3 separate regions of the Mus musculus genome follow, and all the other regions are linked to region 1. The links are chromatin contacts, called in public Hi-C and promoter capture Hi-C maps. All regions are on one chromosome and are shown on one strand. The core of a region is the stretch at or near the end of the contact, and the rest is flanking DNA. Distances in the headings are between cores, read along the strand shown. Region 1 overlaps Rcan2 (regulator of calcineurin 2). Region 2 overlaps Rcan2 (regulator of calcineurin 2). Region 3 overlaps Rcan2 (regulator of calcineurin 2).

Region 1 (4,195 bases), core at 694-3,193:
ATTGGCATTAATCCATTCATTGGTGCTCAGCCATCATGAGCCAAATGCTTACCCACACTTTTGCAATAAGGAAGGGGGAATCTAAAATATGAACTTATACCGGGCCCTCAAGCTACAGAAGAGGAGATATTTCAGGTACAACAAGGAGGGTTCAAGACTACATACTCTGAATTACCCCAACACAGTGCTACAGGAAAAAAAAAATCACATTTGTCTTCCATGTGACACTTTACACAAATACTTCATTTTCCTTGAGGGCATTTTCTGCTGTTCAACATTGGCTCTTCCCTGCTTTTTAAAAGCAATGTGTATGCTTTATCCATGTTGGTATTCTCCGTTCCTGCTAGCACCTGGCACATAGTAGATGCCCAATAAATATTGGATGACTGACAATATAAATAAATGGATGCCTCAGATGTTAGCCTCCGTAGAGATGGTATCTTCAGCAGCAAATTGTTGCTCTCTGTGGCTTTAGCCAGACTGAGTCAGGCAGCAGTTAATTAATGTGAGCAATAACCAAAGGACTTCCAGCATTGCCATTAAAAATGATTTCATAAAGTTCATTTCTTTAATCCTTTGGCAGAACCCTTTTAATGACAAAGTATAACTCATTCCGTCTTAAGGGGTAATAATTACCTGAGTTCCAGTTTTTAAAAACAATACTACTATTATTTGTTTGAGAATTTCACACAAAGGTTTTTTTTTTTTTTATCATATTTACACCATCCCTCCCCATAATCTTTTTCAGGTCTACTTTTGTGTCCTTTAAAAAAAAAATCCTCAGAATTCAATTTTGTCCTATTCTTATTCTCATAGATATAAGACTATCCTCTGCAACACAGTCAAGCTACCAGGGCCCACACCCTTAAAGAAGATAGATCCACCCTTTCCCAGAAACCACCACGCGTTCATAGCCTCCCTACTGGGGTTGGGTGTTCATGATCCCCTTCTCTCTGTATGCTAAAAGATTTCGGCCTTGATCTTTGACGGTCTTGTTCGGGCAGCTACAGCTCCTGTGAGTTCATGAGGACAGAGGTCTTAGAGCATGCCCAGAAGGCACCGGCCCCACCTCATCCTTCCCACTTCTTTCCATCCCTTTTCCCGCAGTGACTCCCAATCTTGGAAGAGGTGGTGTGAATAATCCCTTGTGAGTGAACACTCCACAGGCATTTATTCTCTATACGTTGATCAGTTGTGAGTTTCTGAATTAACCACCATCCACTGGATATACCCCAGGCCTTTCTTCTCAAGGAGGGGCTACATCCCTGCTTTACTAAAATCGCTATTTGGGGCATGGTGCACAGAATTCACTCCCTTTGGCTCTGTTCACGGGCTGTTTACAGTTGCTAAGAAACGGAGGCTCTCTGTGCTTTGTTTAACACTGATGCTGAGGCTTCTGACCTGGTAACGAGCTAGAATTCTTTTTTTCTATTTGTTTTATGGTATCTGCTATTCTGAATTTGAGAAGCGGTATGAGGCTATATTCTTTTGGTAATGTAATAGGAAAGAAAGAAAAAAAAAAAAAAAAACAAAATCCCAGCCCAGCAAAAACAAGTGTATCCACAGCAGCGGGCATAAATGGCACATAGACTGCCAACCGGCTAAATGGGATGCTGATCTGAGCAAATGTGATTTGCCAGCCTTTGTTCTGCTCTCTGGAGGGCACAGAAGGTCATGCTCACTGCCACTGAGAATGCCCACAGGGAGATATGAAAACATTGTCTATTCTCTTCTCCCCTCCTGCTATTTTTAGCTCTGCATAGCGAGATCAATTTTAGTTAACAGCAGAGGAGAGTTTTAAATGGTGCTTCAGTTTCAAGTTGCCCATGTCTGCTATATTTAGATACCCTCCCCCCAACCCCCACGATTCCTACTCTATCAAAACATGTCTCCGTAAAGAAGCTTGGCTGCAGTCACTGCTCAGCACACAGACTCCCTTCAAGTGGAAAATATCTCTCACTAATTAATGTAACTCACAAGGAAGACATATCTATTTCAATCTCTGAGTCAGAGGTAAGGAGAATTCTTTTACAAATATAAATTGGCACTCATACTTTGGGTGTATGGTGTGGATACTGCATGAAGGATCATCCTTAAAAGTATGTTTTGTTATACTCTGCTCTTGGGTTATCTTGTGAATTGGGCCAGTGAGGTGGCTCAGCAAGCAACAGTCCTTGCTGCCTAGCCAGATGGCCTGAGTTCAATCCCCAGGCCCTACTTGATGGAAGGAGAGAACTGACTTCTGAAAGTTGTCCTCTGACTTCTACACACTCTGTGGTACATGCATGTACATCCACAGATCCACAATAAATAAATACATAAATAAATAAATAAATAAATAAATAAATAAATAAATATTTTTGTTTTTGCTTTTGTTTTAAATCTGGTGAACAGACAGCAACTAAACAGCTGTGATTGTCAGTGTTCAATACCCTTCGCCCTTCGTACCTGGTCTTATCTAGCTGAAAAGATCTACCGTGAAGTTGGGCTCTCTTCTTGCTTTGGGATAATGACTGCAACTCAAGGTGTGAGTTTGAGTCTAGACTGCATCGTTTATGTGCTGTATAATCTGAAGCAAGTTCCTTCCCCTTCCATGACGAAACCCACATCACAGTACTGTATAATACGCATTCACTTTCTATGTGACATACTTGGAGACCTAGCCCCGTGCCTAGAATTTAGTAAGTGCTCTGTAACAGTTCTCACGGAGTTGAAGGAGCACACCCAGTTTCCAGGACGTACAGTAAGCAAAGCAGACAGCTGTGCTAAACGGTGGTCAGCTTGATTGAAAAGATGGGACAGTGGGCGGAGTGTAGGGGGAACATTCATGGGTGTGTCGGTTACCACAGACAGAGACAGTAAAAGAGGCCTGCATCACAAGTGTAGGAATACACACAGAATTTACACGATGCTTTGGTCACAACCTGAAGGGACTCAGCACTGAGCGAAGCAGAGCCTCAGCTGCTCTCAGAATGAAAGGAGAGGCAAGATCATAAGGATTATCTGGTGTGGGCTAAAGAGGCTTCTCTTCCATTCTCCATCTTCTCCTCCTCCTCTTCTTTCTCCCCCTCCTCCTTCACCTCCTCCTCCTCCTTCACCTCCTCCTGCTCTTTCTCCTCCTACTTTACCACCACCACCTCCACCATCACTATCATCATCTCCTAAAGGACTTTGGGAACTTAAGCTGTTCCAGATACTGGAAGAGTACGAGGATGGGCTAGAGAGCATGTGCCATTCTATAACTAGGAACAATCTTTGGGTTTAATAGTTTCTTTGCCTTCCATCCTACTGCAGTGATTCCCAGCTGCCCTGGGTGTATGTAAACTTTACACAGGTGATTATTAGCAGATCAGTGCCCTCTGTAAGTCACCCCTATATTTATTGAGGGTTCGCTCATCAGTCTACAACATGACTTCAGTGGGTAATGTTCCTTGCTCTGCAAGCATGAAAATCGGAGTCCAAACCTCCTGCTCCTATATAAACTGCCAGACAAGGCGAGGTATGCCTGGAACTGGGTCAGTACTGGGAAGGTTGAGACAGGCAGATCCTGAGACCTTGCTGGCTGGGTAGCTTAGCTGATGCTGACCTTCTGGTTCTGTGAGAGACCCACTTTCAAAACAATAGTACAGCAAGTGACAACAGCACACACACACACACACACACATACACATAACCACACATACACACACTCTCACACATGCTCATATACACATACACACACACACACTCACACATACACATAATCACACATTCACACACTCATACATACACATATACTCATACATACACACATACTCACACATACACACTCACATATTCACACACATACTCATATGTATGCACATATACATACTCATACACACTCACAGACTCACATACACATTCATACACACTCATACATACACACACACTCACACACATACAAACACATACACACTCATACATACACACACATTCACACTCATATGTACACACATACATGCTCATACATACACACACATTCACATATACACACATTCATACACATACACTCACATGTACGCACATACCCACACACATGCACACACATACATAAATACATACACACATACATAGTCATACATACACACATACACACATATACATACTTATACATACACACACATATACATACTCATATACACACACATACATGCACATACATACACACATACAT
Region 2 (4,195 bases), core at 617-3,116, 120 kb before region 1:
GCTTGTCTCAAATGCATGGGTCTCAGGGCCCAGGGTGGGTCCCTGCGATAGAAAAGCTGGGGTAGAAGACAATATCACGCTGTTCTTCTTATAGGTACAGCATTTCATGCCGGTACACTTACTTTCTCCTACTATATAGAATTGATCAGCAAATTATCACTTGTCCCACTCTATGATATTATTTCAGTCTGTGAAACATATAAAACATTACCTTATTTACACGTTTTAAAAAATGTTATCACTTTAGAGCTGTATGAAAAATCTGCTCAGTAAAAAAGGGCACTATGCACAATACCCATTCATCTGGTTTAAAAATCAGGTTACTGCAGGCGGCACTCAGGTAACCAGGACTCAAGTGTCTTTACCCTCAGGCTAGCGTTTATGCATGCTGCTTCCTGATGCTCTTCCACCTGCAGTGGCTTTCATGGCCCCGTGTAGGTCCTGTTAGACAGGCTTGCATGGCCCATCCACCACAGTGCCTTACTCGGTAAGTCTTGGATGGAACTGGAGAATATACAGTTCTTTCTCTCTTGTATATGTGTGGTTGTTATCTCTATATGCATTTGTGCATTTGTGTGTGTGTGTGTGTGTGTGTGTGTGTGTGTGTGTGTGTGTGTGTGTGTGTGTGTGTGTGTGTTAGACTCTGGAGGTAGAGCTGGGTATCTTCCCCAATCACTTTCCACCTTATTCTTAAGACTTAAGTCTCTCCCCCTGGAACTCAACAATTCAATTAGGCTAGATGGACGGACAATGAGTTCCAGGGATTTATTGCCTTGCACAGCCTTTTTCATGGCTATTAGGGATGCAGACCTGGTTCTGGTGCTGGTGCAGCAAGCATTTAACCCGAGGAACCATCCCTTTAGACTCTCTGGTATTTGCATTCCAGAATGCTTTCAGAAGAGGTTGTAGCTGCTGGTCTAAGGACCACATTACACAAACGGTTGCTCTATACTGTGACAGTGTAACATCTCTGACTATTCTGCCAGCAGGGAACACACAATCCACAGTAATGAAACCAAAACACCCTGAAAACAGAATGTCTGATTTATTTTTATTTTTATTTTTTAAAGTATGATGAGAACTCACTCGACAGCAAAGCCTGGTCTAAACAATGAGGAGACCTTGTGTAATTTTACATTATACAATCTTTAATCATTTATAACCTTTCTTTAGCCTTTGAAGTACCTCTGCAGAGGGGGCAGCAGAGATATCCATGGATTGAATAACAGGAGTGTCTGTAATTCAAGCAGGATGTGCAGAGAGTCTGTTCCCCACAGATGCTTCATACCTTCCTTGAGAGCCTGAGAAATCCTAAAATCTGAAACACGTCTGATGCCAAGGGCTTCAGACAAGGAACTCAACTTGAAATACATTCACAGAAGGGACAGCTTTCTTTGCTTCTGATGATGCCAAACTAAAAATAAATAAACACATAGTGATCTTTAAATAGACCCAGTGCGCACTCATTGGAGTTTGATGTATACCGCTGGGGATGTTTTATGGGCTGTCTTCCAAGAGTTTCTGTCCTGCTGCAGGCTGGGTGGGAGGGGTGCCAACTGCTTTTCCCAGTGATCCCAGCAGAGCCCAAGGACACGGTGGATGGGCAATGGTTATTTCCTGAAGCTTTCTTGTCACATCTTGTGGGATGAGGTCAATGGCTACATCCCCACGTCCAACCATGTCTTCCAAAAGTGCCAACTCTAATCTGGGAGTGAGAGACTCCATTTAACCTGCAGATACCTACAGATGGGAGTAAGGAGGGAGGCAGAGACAATCTTACTTTTATTCGGAACAAGGGAGACTTTAGTCACCAGCTCTCCAGAACAACATTGGGTCTAAATGAGAAAGCAGCTTAGGGTTGTTACATAATCAGACCAAGCGTGACTCCTGGGGAAACACCAGCATGCATTTGGAATGGGGTTGCATGAAATGGTCTGAGCTAAAGTGAGATAGAAAACGGAAGATTTCACAACTGCATTCTAAGCTCTTTCTGACTGTAGTGGAGGCCTATTGAACAGTAAAGAATGCCATGCCTGATTACTGTTAACCTAATCAAAAGTCCACGACTAGGAAAGTTGTAAGCTCTGGGTTAGAACCTGTTTTGACATCTTGCTAAAACAGTCATGTTGTCAAGTTGCCTTATAAAACATTTATGCTTATATGCAAATTCTTTATAGTAAGAAGGAAGCAAGAGTCTCATTTATGCCATATATATGTAGAATTAATAACCCAAATCAGGAGTGTACCAGAGGCAATCTGCTCTGTTAGCTAACATCCGGCAGAAGACAGCTGCCCACTTAAGTTGGATGGTGTTCTTCAGCGCGTTTGTGATGCACACGCATACGCCACATCCCTAGCTTACGCCACATCCCTAGCTTTTTCATGCAGGGCTCCAATGCACAGCTGACTCACTCTGGATCCCACTGGGGACTGTGACTCTGAGTCAGCTGTGGGAAGACGTGCTATAGAAGTTTCCTGGCTGCCAAGATGGGACATTGACCATCAGACTCTGAATATTTGTCTCTCTTGGCTCCTTGTGGAGGAGGAGTGGGCTCTGGGGCTGTTATTAAAACTTTAACCCATTGGAGCTAGAGAGACAGCTCAGTGGGTTAAGAGCATTTACTCTTCTTATAGTGGTCCTAGTACCCATGTCATGTTACTTTTAAAACTGCTTGTGACTCAAACACTGCCTTAAGTTGACACTGTTCTGGCCTCTGCAGGCACATGGATGTGTGTACCCATGTAAATGTACACACACTTACAGGCACACACAGATGCACACAGACCTAAAGTGTTCTTAATTTAGAGATTGAGTAACATATGGCTTTTCCTTTGAACACAGAGAAACCATGAGGGGCTCCCCTGAGCTCTCAGCCAGGGGAACTCCATCCCTGCTGCTTTCTGAAGAGAATAGCAGGCACATCTCTTTCATATGCTACCTGGGCTGCTTACCTAACACCCACCTCCCCTCATCCAACACAGCCCACTTCTGTTGAACACTGATGGAGAAGATACACTGGGAAATGTACCCTCTGCCCAGTGTGCATTCCAAGCTTGGGTCTGCCTTAACTTAGATCCTCGGAAGGTAGATTTCGATGCTTATCTCCCTATAAAAACATCTGCTCCCAAGTTCTAAGATACAGCATATGAGAGTCACATTGTTTGATGCCAAATAGACAGTCATGGAGGAGAGTGCCCAGATTGTCATCAACTGTCTCACAGGAAGTTCCACATAAGCAAGAGTATGAAGACAGAGTGAGGCAGAACTCTTGATCTGAAAGGTATGGTCTACTCCCTGCTTTCTGAGAAGTACAGCAGCAATTACCCTCTTTTTCCTGTTGGGTTCTGCTTGTATGTAGGCTCAGAGCTCAGTTTTAAGGATGGCTCCAGTCACTGAACTCAAGTCCTTATGCTTGGGGCATAAGCACTTTCCCAACTGGGCTCTCTCCTTAGCTCTTATGGACTTTACATAGCACTACACAGTACGTACCACAGGGAACTCACAAACAATAAGACCTGCATCTTGCCCTCAAGGAACAGGATTGTAAACTATCCCAGGAGAAATAAGCACTTAAAATGCAGGTCTTGCCACTGCAGGTCTTGCCACTGCAGGTCTTGCCACTGCAGGTGACATCAGAGTGCTAGGCTAACAGGGGATGGGGAGGGCTTTAGGGATGCATAGATGACATCTGTGGGCTGGCTGGATTATCACCATTAAGAACTCAGGTGAACATATGAGGATGGTTCTGAGGAGAAGGGAGAGGAAGGTAAATATGAAAGAGACAGACAGACAGACAGACAGACAGACAGACAGAGAGTGACAGAGAGCTAAGACTGAGCTATCATCTCATATATCAAGAGTCTCAGTCAAAGGTCAAATGTGATTCTTAATATGGTCAGGTTTCCTGCTGCTGTTTGTGTGGGCTCTCTCATCGTTGTTTGTACAAAGATAAACAAGTATAGTAACGTGCCCCCATCTTCTTGATTATTTACTTAGAGATAAAGGAGACTGCAGAAAGTTGGTGGTGACATAGTTTCCCCTAGGTAGGGACCAGCTGTTTTTCCATTTATTATTTATTTATTTATTTATATTTATTTATTTCCTTCCTTACTTACTTTACAACCAGATTACAGGCTCCCTTCTTTCATGGCCCCTCCTTTGCCCCTCCCATTCACCCATGAGAAGGCAGAGGCC
Region 3 (4,195 bases), core at 908-3,407, 99 kb before region 1:
CCTTAAGTAAGGCCTCACTCTTGGTCAACGGCTTATTTTCATGATTCTTTTTCAGAGCTACCTCCAAAGCTCTGCACTAGTTTTAATGGCATAGCTTAAAGTGGCCTCCCTTTTTAGGGTTTGATGAATACACATTGTGCTGATTTGAGTGAGATATGTCCCCCATAGGCTCACATCTTTGAATATGGAGACCTTGGTTGATAGTGCAGTTTGGGGAAGCTATGAAGCCTTTGGGAGATGCAGCCTTTCTGGAGGAAGTATGTCACTGGGGAAGGCTTTGGGGTATATAGCCTTCCCCCACTTTCGGTGTGCTCACTCTGTACATGAATAAAGATGTGATATTTCAGCTCTCTGCTCCTCCTGCTCCATGCTGCTATGCCTCTTCCAAAATTTTAGAACTGAAAGCCAAAAATAAACAACTTCCGTAAGTCACTTCTGGTCATGTTGTTTGATCACCACAACCCAAAGTGGCTAATATACATGATTTAGAGGGAATCCCCCAGGGAATCTGAATGCTGTGAAATGTGTCTGAAATTTACCTTCAGCACAAAAGATGGAAACTACCTCTGTTTGCCCCATACAAAAGGACCGCTCCTCTGAAGGGGCTCATTGCGGACAGGGCCTGGCTTAGAATCCTGGTGTTTCACACCAGCCGGCACACTAACTCTTTGTCCTTTGGCTGGGTTTTATCCACCTCCGAGCCTCATGTTTCTCATCAATAAACTTAGGGGTGACAGTCTCTCTTTCTCTCTCTAATTTTTGAGGCATCTGCTGTTATGTTTATGCTAGTTTTTCCCTCCCTCTGTTTCCTTACTCCCTATGCCTAGAGATGTGTGAAGCCCCACCTCACCCTCACCCCCAGCTCCCAAGAGACTCTTTGTTTGTTTGTTTGTTTTGTTTTGTTTTGTTTTGTTTTGTTTTGTTTTGTTTTTTCGAGACAGGGTTTCTCTGTGTAGCCCTGGTTGTCCTGGAACTCACTTTGTAGACCAAGCTGGCCTCGAACTCAGAAATCCACCTACCTCTGCCTCACGAGTGCTGGAATTAAAGGCCTGCGCCACCATGCCTGGCTCTCCAAGAGACTCTTAATAGCACACATCACATTGGGCTGATCCACTGCACCCTATAGCAGACACATGGGATTTTAGAGGGAGGCAAATGTTTACTGCAAATTCAGTGCCATTTTCAATCTTTGTCTAAGTGGTATCTTTGGTCTTTATGGGGGGGGGCGAGGGCTGTATTTGGAGATGCACTCAGCTATATAATATGAATGTTTTGCCATTCAAAAATTCTTTCTAAAATGACATTTGTAATTATTTTTCACTGTGGCAAAGGTGTTTGTTTTATTTCTGTTTTGTTTTGAGACAAGGTCTAACTGTATATCCCTAAATGAGCTAGAATTTATATAGGCAAGGTTGGCTCCAAACTCACAGAGATCCACCTGTCTGTCTCCCTAGTGCTGGGATTAAAGGTATGTGCCAACACACCCAATGGTATGTGTATTTTTATAAAGATAAGTACTGAAGCTTTTATGCATAGTGTCTCTGCCAGTGCAAACAGGCCTGGACTTTTAGGGCTATGGAAATACAATTAAGGAATTGCTAGTAAAGTTAATATATCATGGTGCCTGGTGCATATATAAACTTTCCTCTGAGGTTTCTCTCAAAGTTGCCAAGAATATTAGAGCACTCAATAATATTTTGTCCATAATTGATAAGCCAGTTCTTCCTGTGAATATAATAAGCATTATGTTGGGGGATTGAATATAGAGTGACTGTTTCAGTAGGATCACTCTATTAGTTAGGGTTTGCATTGCTGTGAAGAGACACCATGACCAAGGCAACTCTTAGAAAGGCAAACATTTAATTGGGACTGGCACACAGTTTCAGAGGTTCAGTCTATTATCATCATGGCAGGAATCATTGCAGCATCCAGGCAGACATGGAACTGGAGAAGCTGAAAGTTCTAAATCTTGATCCAAAGGCAGCCAGCAGAGGACTGTCTCTTCTACCCTGGGCAGAGCTTGAACCATAGGAGTCCTCAAAGCCCACTCCCACAGAGGCACACTTCCTCCAGCAATGCCACACCTATTCCAACAAGGCCACACCTTCTAGTAGTGTCACTCCCTGTGTGCCAACCGTTCCGACACGTGAGTCTATTCAAACACTGCAATCAGCAACGACCCATTTACCTTGCCCTCACTTTATTGTCACCTGGGCTACGAGAGCTTTAAAAAGAGTCGGGATTCCTTCCTTCGGTCTGTTTCAGAATTTTTAAACTTTTTGTCTTGAGAAAATGCCAGAGCCACAGGAAAACACAAAGACAATACAAAGAGGTTCCTTAGGGCCTCCCCTCAGCCTTTCTCAGTGCTAACAACTGACATAACCATAGCTGGCGATCAAAGCGGAGTCATCAACAATGAGAGTAATAATGTTCATAAGCAAAAGCCACTACTCTAGTCTTTCCTACTTTATTCTTTGAGACAGGTTCTCTCACTGAACCTGAGGCTCCCTGCTAGGCTAGACTGTCTGGCTAATGATGACCAGGGGACTGTCTCTCCCTTCCCTCCCAGTGCTGAGTTCTAGGGGATGGGACATGCTACACTGCTGGCTATGGAAGCAGAGGCCATGGGATCCTCATGCTTGAGCAGCAAGCACCCTGCTGACTGAGCTACCGCCTCAGCCCAGTGAAGTCCAAATGGTCTACCAAAGAGTCAAGGTTCTTAAAGAACCTCTACTCACAGTGATATTTATAGTTCCTTTTAACCATGGTCATTTATTATGCACACAGATGGACATACACACACACACCACATCACACACATAGATGTGTTGTACAAATGTCAAGCCCTCTTAAAAGTACACATCCTAAAAGCTCTACACTTTTAATAAGAGATTGTGATGTTATCAGGGCCAAAAAATGGGAATGGATGGGTAGGGGAGTGCGGGGGGGGGACTTTTGGGATAGCATTGGAAATGTAATTGAAGAAAATACTTAATAAAAAAAAAAGGAATGAAGAAAAGGAAAGAGAAAAAAAAGAGTAGGACTGACATTCAAAAGAAAACGTCACTGCAGGAAAGTGGCGGTTGACAGTTGCACAAAACACATCCTAGTTAGACCCCAAGTCTGGATGAAGATGCTGGCCATTCTTATTCCCAAGGCAATGAAGAAAGGTGTGACTCCCTGAATTAAGATCCATGTCAGCACTGGAAGGAAACACCGTGGATTTGTGTCATTTGTGCTTAAAATGTAGTGGTGAAAACCTGATAATATGGTAAGTTTTGTGTGTGTGAGTGAGTGTGTTGTGCATGATCACGGGTATGCTGATCATGCTGAAAATGTACATTAGCTACCACTATGCTCTATAAATAAATCAGCGCTCCCTTCTCTGCCACCGGGGAAATTAAACACTGTCCCAGCAAGTTTCCATAGTTTTTCTCTCTAAAAGCATGGAAATGAGCATTAATCAGAGATGCAGTGTGGGTGATAAGTAGGGCTTACCTCTCATTCTAGCATTTATTTTCTGATGCTTACTGTTGTTATCTAGGGATACTTGCAATCAGAACAAGTTCTGTCCCAGTCTGCATCTGGCTATAAGGACTGGTTAGTAACTGGGATTAAGAACATTCCCTGGCCTTATAAAAGAAAGAGTCCCCTTTATTAAGGGCAAAGCTTTCTCTTTGCCATACCAGTATGACTAAGGGTTGACTTTTGCGAGCCGGTAAGATCTCACCTCGTCCCATAAGTGAGACAGCTCCACTGTTTCTGGCTACTGATGTATCCTGGTGTCTCAGAACCCTCCGCCCCCAAATACACCCACAGAATATGACAAAGGCTCTGGATGATGCATAGGTGACTTGTCCTCAGAGACCTCCCTTGGTTTTCCCTTTTGACAGCTTCCTTTGCAGTAATGAGGCCTCTCTTTCTCTGGTCTCTTTAAGGTTCTCTGTGTCCTAGTGTTCTCCCCAAGAACTTCCTGTGTCTGGCTAGGAGCCTGGGACATCTCAGGGGGCTTTAACTTTCCAGAGAGTTACAGAGCATAATTAATACGTGCTTGGCTAGGAAGTTTGAGAAGATTTTTACACCGCATGTTTTGGGGAGAGGTTCTGGTCTGAAGCCATTTGGAGGCCTTGGGGAGCCTATGACCGGAGCTCTGATTGTTCAGCCCAGAGGACAATGATGTGGTACCTGATTCTAA

Evidence for each region. A called contact is a pair of places that touch in the nucleus more often than the background predicts. Capture Hi-C pulls out chosen DNA fragments and counts their contacts.
Region 2: a contact with region 1 is called in a Hi-C map of cerebral cortex, with 2.0 times the contacts expected there. The contact joins two enhancer-like sites. A contact is called at or near these places in 1 of 15 datasets of contacts at CTCF or cohesin (the NIH/3T3 cell line), 9 of 484 Hi-C or Micro-C datasets (the C2C12 cell line, cerebral cortex, embryonic fibroblasts and 5 more), 6 of 115 datasets of contacts at active chromatin or transcription factors (the NIH/3T3 cell line, a beta-TC-6 cell line, cardiomyocytes and 3 more) and 2 of 9 other capture datasets (liver and pancreatic islet).
Region 3: a contact with region 1 is called in a promoter capture Hi-C map of pancreatic islet. The contact joins two enhancer-like sites. A contact is called at or near these places in 1 of 15 datasets of contacts at CTCF or cohesin (the NIH/3T3 cell line), 3 of 484 Hi-C or Micro-C datasets (the HL-1 cell line and embryonic fibroblasts), 6 of 115 datasets of contacts at active chromatin or transcription factors (the NIH/3T3 cell line, a beta-TC-6 cell line, bone marrow-derived dendritic cells and 3 more) and 3 of 9 other capture datasets (adipose tissue, liver and pancreatic islet).

What each region holds. Positions count from the first base shown.
Region 1 is chr17:44,024,813-44,029,007 of GRCm38.p6, forward strand. The region is part of intron 4 of Rcan2 (regulator of calcineurin 2); the gene reads left to right. Among named protein-coding and RNA genes, the nearest start is that of Gm34857, 17 kb to the right of the region's middle. Within about 2 kb of position 1,944, at least 87 of the 459 cell types and tissues checked have an H3K27ac peak or open chromatin away from gene starts, as enhancers often do. A contact at or near this core is called in the NIH/3T3 cell line, cerebral cortex and pancreatic islet, where this site is marked.
Region 2 is chr17:43,902,700-43,906,894 of GRCm38.p6, forward strand. The region is part of intron 2 of Rcan2 (regulator of calcineurin 2); the gene reads left to right. Among named protein-coding and RNA genes, the nearest start is that of Rcan2, 100 kb to the left of the region's middle. Within about 2 kb of position 1,867, at least 29 of the 459 cell types and tissues checked have an H3K27ac peak or open chromatin away from gene starts, as enhancers often do. A contact at or near this core is called in the NIH/3T3 cell line and cerebral cortex, where this site is marked.
Region 3 is chr17:43,926,079-43,930,273 of GRCm38.p6, forward strand. All of the region lies in intron 2 of Rcan2 (regulator of calcineurin 2), which reads left to right. Among named protein-coding and RNA genes, the nearest start is that of Gm34857, 120 kb to the right of the region's middle. Within about 2 kb of position 2,158, at least 3 of the 459 cell types and tissues checked have an H3K27ac peak or open chromatin away from gene starts, as enhancers often do. A contact at or near this core is called in pancreatic islet, where this site is marked.